2 separate regions of the Rattus norvegicus genome follow, and region 1 is linked to region 2. The links are chromatin contacts, called in public Hi-C maps. All regions are on one chromosome and are shown on one strand. Each heading gives the region's core, a stretch centred on a gene start, on an enhancer-like site or on the middle of the called end of the contact. The rest is flanking DNA. Distances are from core to core; before and after follow the strand shown.

The links. Hi-C and Micro-C count contacts between places; a contact is called where the count stands out from the background.
Region 1: a Hi-C map of hepatocytes shows a contact between it and region 2, with 2.4 times the contacts expected there. The contact joins two enhancer-like sites. A contact is called at or near these places in 9 of 12 Hi-C or Micro-C datasets (the A7r5 cell line, the Rat2 cell line, frontal cortex and 5 more).

The regions. Positions count from the first base shown.
Region 1 is chr8:84,483,527-84,486,239 of GRCr8, forward strand. The region is part of intron 1 of Onecut1 (one cut homeobox 1); the gene reads left to right. Among named protein-coding and RNA genes, the nearest start is that of Onecut1, 4.6 kb to the left of the region's middle. Within about 2 kb of position 1,280, at least 4 of the 93 cell types and tissues checked have an H3K27ac peak or open chromatin away from gene starts, as enhancers often do. A contact at or near this core is called in hepatocytes, where this site is marked.
Region 2 is chr8:84,158,526-84,161,225 of GRCr8, forward strand. No RefSeq gene overlaps it. Among named protein-coding and RNA genes, the nearest start is that of Onecut1, 320 kb to the right of the region's middle. Within about 2 kb of position 1,421, at least 1 of the 93 cell types and tissues checked has an H3K27ac peak or open chromatin away from gene starts, as enhancers often do. A contact at or near this core is called in hepatocytes, where this site is marked.

The DNA of each region.
Region 1 (2,713 bases), core at 30-2,529, 320 kb after region 2:
GCTGAGCAAGTGCTCGTGGGACGGAGAAGGTCATCATAGGGCTACTATCTACACACCTACGTCCAGATGGCTAGCTCTGTTATTCTGGGCTCCAGGCATGTGGCCCTTTCCTAGACTGTGTGGAAAATGGGAGGCTGCAGTGGACATGAAACCAGAGCACACAGGATGTCCTGAGACACCGCAGAGCACTGCCTCTTTCTTTTCTTTTTCTTTTCTTTTTTCCCTTTTTGGTCTGTTTAACATAAAGGAGTGAGAAGGATTGGGACTGAGCCTGCAGGGGGAGGAGGGCATGCTAACTCCAGAAGCTCAGAGCCATCCCGTTCTCCCGTAAAAGTCACAGCCTATTTTGGAGCCTCCAAAGAAAACCCAACCCTGCTCATTGATTTCTTTCTTTCTTAAGAGAAGTCGGTCTCTGAGCCTTGAAATGGTTGACTAGCAGGCCTCAGTGATGGAGCTTAGGACTGACCCGCCTGATGCTTTGGTGTGGCAACTGCAGGAACTTAGTGCCTGCTCCGCAGGACCAGCCATTGCAGCTTTGCTGGCTGCTACACCAAAGAGCAAATCAGCGTCTTTTCTCAACCCCCTAACAAGAGCCTGCTGAAATCCTTTACTCTTTAGTGGAAGAGAGGTTCTCCATTTGCCTCTCTGTGCTCCGAGTTCCACTGCAGCTTCTCTGGAGGGTCAAAAATCTTTCTGCACGTGGCAGTGTGTTTGGGGAGGCGCCTTCTGGTGTATAAATTACAAGCGCTGGTGAAAGACTGGAGGAAATTCTCACCAAATTAACTACCTTTTAAAAATCAATATATGTTGCCTCAACGTAATGCTTGCTGCTGCTCATTAAAACGCAGCGTGACCAGGCGCACACCGTTTCTGGTCCCGAGTGGGGTGGGGAAACCAAGCTGGGTGCCCCGCCTCTGACGTGGGCGTCTATCAAGACAGGAGGAGATTAGACTCCAATTAAATATTCCAGAAGGCTTCGGCCCTTCGGCAGTAGCTGGCAGCAAGGAAAGAGACTGCAAGAGACACCCACCAGTGAATGTGACTGTAGCACTGTGCACCCAGGAGGTGGTGACCGCTCGGGTCCTCAGCCCAGGCAAGGCTGTGTGCTGAGCAAGCCGACCCTGTGGGAGGTGAAGAGACCTCCAGAGCCCTGCAGGAAGACAGCCTGCCCTGCGGCACCCCGGACTTCGCCCCCTTGTGGTCGGGTATTTACTCCTCTGTGCTAGAGGAAGATCTAAGCTGAGGGCGGATGGGGGGGGGCATCCTACCTGGAAGTGGCCCTGAGAAAGTCTTGCCCAACCCAACCTGGGCCATGTTTGCTGTGAGTGGCCTTGTGGCCTGGTTGATTGATAACTGGCTCTGCATACGTCCATTTGCTTTTGTGTTAATATTTATCCCGACCGGTGACATTTCAAGTGTCCCGTGCTGCCCCTGCAGCGACAGCCAGGCAGGAATGCTAGGCTGGGTCTTAGGAACAGCATTTGTTCAACTCCTGAAGAATTCTGGGTGGAGAGGGAGAAAGAGGCCAGGACTGGGCACAAGAGATGCCAAGGCTGGAAAGGCTCCTGGGTTACAGAGTGGGAGGAGAAGGTGGTGCCATCACACAGATTTCCTGGCTCCCTGAGCTGTGGCTCTCCCGAGGTGCAGCTGCTACTAGCCCGCTGCAGCTTGAACAAAGGGCCCGTAGGGCGCGACCGACCGTGTCCGCCTTGGAGGCTGGGGTCAAGGCCTAGAATGGCTTTCTCCCAGCGAGGCTAAGGGATAACCCGTTATCAGGAGGCAGCCGAGAGTCCCAAAGCCTCCAGGGATGAATGGTAGAGTGAATTAGGATAGTTGGAACACACACACACACACACACACACACACACACACACACACCAGATATGAAGTCAAAAGGACTTGGGACAGTCACCAGAAGGCTCTGAAAGGCATCTTTCCTCACAGAATCTATCTCTCCCCTCCGTGGGTTAATAGTTGGCTTTGTGTATTTTTCGTTGGTGAACCCATAAGGAGAGGAGGTGCAGGAGTTTGAGTGTGCCTGTGGTGATAATTAACGATAGTAGTTTTTGTAGCCAGCTAAGCCTGCTTAGACCTGGTGGCTGTGAGAGAACACCCACCAAAAACAAACCCCATGGCATGTTCAGAAGCTGCCTGCCTATCCTGTCTTCCCCAATTCTGAGTGCTATCCCCATATGCCCAGGAGCTGGGGTACTGCGGTCATTCCAGACCCAGCTGCTTACAACTGACACAGACGATATAACGGACAGTACCGCTGTGTCGTAGCAGCGAAGCCATCCAAAACCTATAACGTGACTATCTTTGAAGCTTTCTGCCTGTGCAAGCCAGACAGAGGCGAGAAGAACTGGCTTTGCTCCCGGATGAGCAGAGGACGCTGCTCACGACCCCTAGTGGCCGCCTAGCGAGGGAACAGGAGATAGATGTTGGGCTGGCTGAGGCTTTGTTTTTAGAGCATCCTTGTCCTAAAATTTTCTAAGCAGTGTTTTGATAGGAAGAGGCTGTGGAGGAGGAAGAGGATGCCTAAGAAAAACTCCATCGAGGGAGATGGGATTCCTTCCCTACCAATTACAGCCTGAATTCTAACCTATCCAACCCCTAATCCCAACCTACCTAGAAAAGGTAAATATTTCAATTCCATGCACGAGTTACGCTGACATTTTACCTGAAAGGGGCGATAAGTGCAGAGGTGACCCTG
Region 2 (2,700 bases), core at 171-2,670:
TTAGTCACACTCTAGATTTCTCTGGCAGTACAGGAGAAGACACATTCCCTGCAAGGAGAAGGAAGTCTAAGCCACAACGTATTGCCTATGAGAAACTGTCTTGATTCATGATTAATGTAGGCTTGCCCAGTCCACTGAGGGCGACGCCATTCCTAGGCAGATGATCCTGGAGTGTGTAAGGAAACTAGATTAACTGTGAGCCCCAGAGCAAGCGAGCGAGTAAGCCAGAGAGCAGTGTTGCTCCATAGTTGTTACTTTAAGCTTCTACTTTGAATTTCAGCCCTGATTTTCCTCAATGACAAAGTATAAGCCAAATGAGTTGTTTCTTCCCTAAGTTGCTTTAGTTCAAAGTGGTTCACCCCAGAAACAGAAGGAAATGAAACAGAGGGAGGAATCTACATGTTTAAGAATTCAAAAAATTATCCGTGACTCCCAGAACCTGGGAGAGAGCTTTGAGGGTCTTTCCTTCTGTGGTTCCTTCTATAAGTCCACAGAAGGAACCATACCTGAAGACACTTTAACTTCAAACTTCTGGTCTCTTTGCTGGTACCATGAAAAAGTACTGACTTTGTTCTAAGTCACATAGTCCGTGACAGTCTGCTATAACAAGCATAGCAAGTTACAACTATCATCCTCAGGACTGATGACTTACTGAGCCATCAGCATTAGGCCGTGCTATGGTGCCATATCAGATAACAAAGCAATATAAAGACTAAATCATTCGCAGTGCCTCTATTTGCAGACATTGACATTCAGAGACTTTTTCCCCATGAGTTTATTTATTTATTTACTTTACATCCCAATTGCAGTTCCCCCCCCCCGCCCTCTTTCCAGTGGCTCCTCCTCACCTAGTCCCTCTCTCCATCCCCATCCCCTTCTCCTCTGATAAGGCAGAGGTCCTCCTGGGTAACAATACCCCTCCGCCCACACCCCCAGTCCCGTGTGCATCAATTCACCAAAGGTCTAGGTACAGCCTCTCCCACTGAGGCCAGACAAGGCAGCCCAGTAAGAAGAGCAGAATCCACAGAGGCAGGCAACAGAGTCAGGGACAGCCCACACTCAGGTTGTTGGGGGACCAGCATGGAGACCAAGCTGCGTATCTGCTATACGACATTTAGAGATTTATCAAAGCTTCACAAAAGGAAAGCACTGACATTCATACCCATTCCCTCTGATGCCAAAAATTCTTCTGGCCATTCCCCTGTGGTTTCTTAATCACAAAGCTGCTGGAACAGTAGTAGTGAGTGGAAACATAGAACTTTGTTATGTAAACAGCTGTGAAGCCAGCCACACTGGAACATGCCAGATACCAGTGCCAATTACATAACAAGAATATTGCAATTTCAGAGAAATACCTGGTTAGCACAAAGCTTTGTTTGAACTCTTACCAGCTGAACAAGTTCAAAGGAGGTTTTCAGGGAAATGGGACATGTTGGGCAAAGGCATGGAGGCTAAAGAGACTAGGGCCAAGTTTTACCAGTACCATCTGACGAGGGGAATGACTGCGAGTCTTTTCCAAAGGCGAGCTTGATCCTGTTCCCTACACTGGTGTCTTAGTCATGATTTCTAGTCCTGCACAAACATCATGACCAAGAAACAAGTTAGAGAGGAAAGGATTCATTCAGCTTACACTTCCACTTTGCTGTTCATCATCAGAGGAAGTCAGGACTGGAACTCAAGCAGGCCAGGAAGCAGGAGCTGATGCAGAAGTCATGGAGGGATGCTACCTACTGGCTTGCTTCCCCTGACTTGCTCAGCTTGCTTTTATATAGAATTCAGGATTACCAGCCAGGGATAGCACCAACCAGAATGCGCCCTCCCACCCCTGATCACTAGTTAAGAAAATACCTTACAGTTGGATCTCATGGAGGCATTTTCTCAAGGGAGACTCCTTTCTCTGTGATAACTCCAACTTGTGTCAAGTTGACACATAAAACCAGCCAGTACAACTGGGTTCTAGCGTTAACATAGCCTTCCCCCCACTCCAACCCTCGTTGGAGTGTGTGTCTGTGTGTGTGTGTGTGTGTGTGTGTGTGTGTGTGTGTGTGTGCGTGTGTGTGTATATATATACGTGTGGAGGCTAGAGGTCAACATTAGGTGTCTTTCTCTTTTCCCCTCCCCTGTATTTTTTTTTTGAGGCACAGTCTCTCAGTGAACCCAGAGCTCACCTATTCAACTAGGCTGGCAAATCAGCACCAGATCCGCTCTCTCCATTTCCTAGAGGAGGGAATTACAAATGTGCATCACTGCTTTTTACATGGGTACTGTGGCTCTGAACTCAGATCTTTTTATACAGAAAGTATTCTGCTGACTGAGCCATTTCCCCAACCCCAGAGCCCACTACTCTAATGCTCAAATCCAGTTACACACAGTGAGCAGGTCTTTCCCATGGCCTCCTTATAGATAACTAACACTGCAGGACAACTTATAGTCTAGAGAAGCTGCCAACAGAGATCTTGGGCATGAAGGACAACTAGCTGGCTGGGGGTGGGGAGAGAGTTGTCACCAGGTCTTGCTGTTTGCCTGAAGGAGACCATCATGATTGAGAGGACATCCCTCAGTTTAGAAAACTGGAAAGTCGTATGACCATCATCAAGGTTGGATGTGAATATGCCTTCAAATAAGTCGAGTCTGAATTTGCTAGTTGTAGTTCATAGACATGGTCACCAAAACGAATTTACATCTATCGTCTTTTGAGAA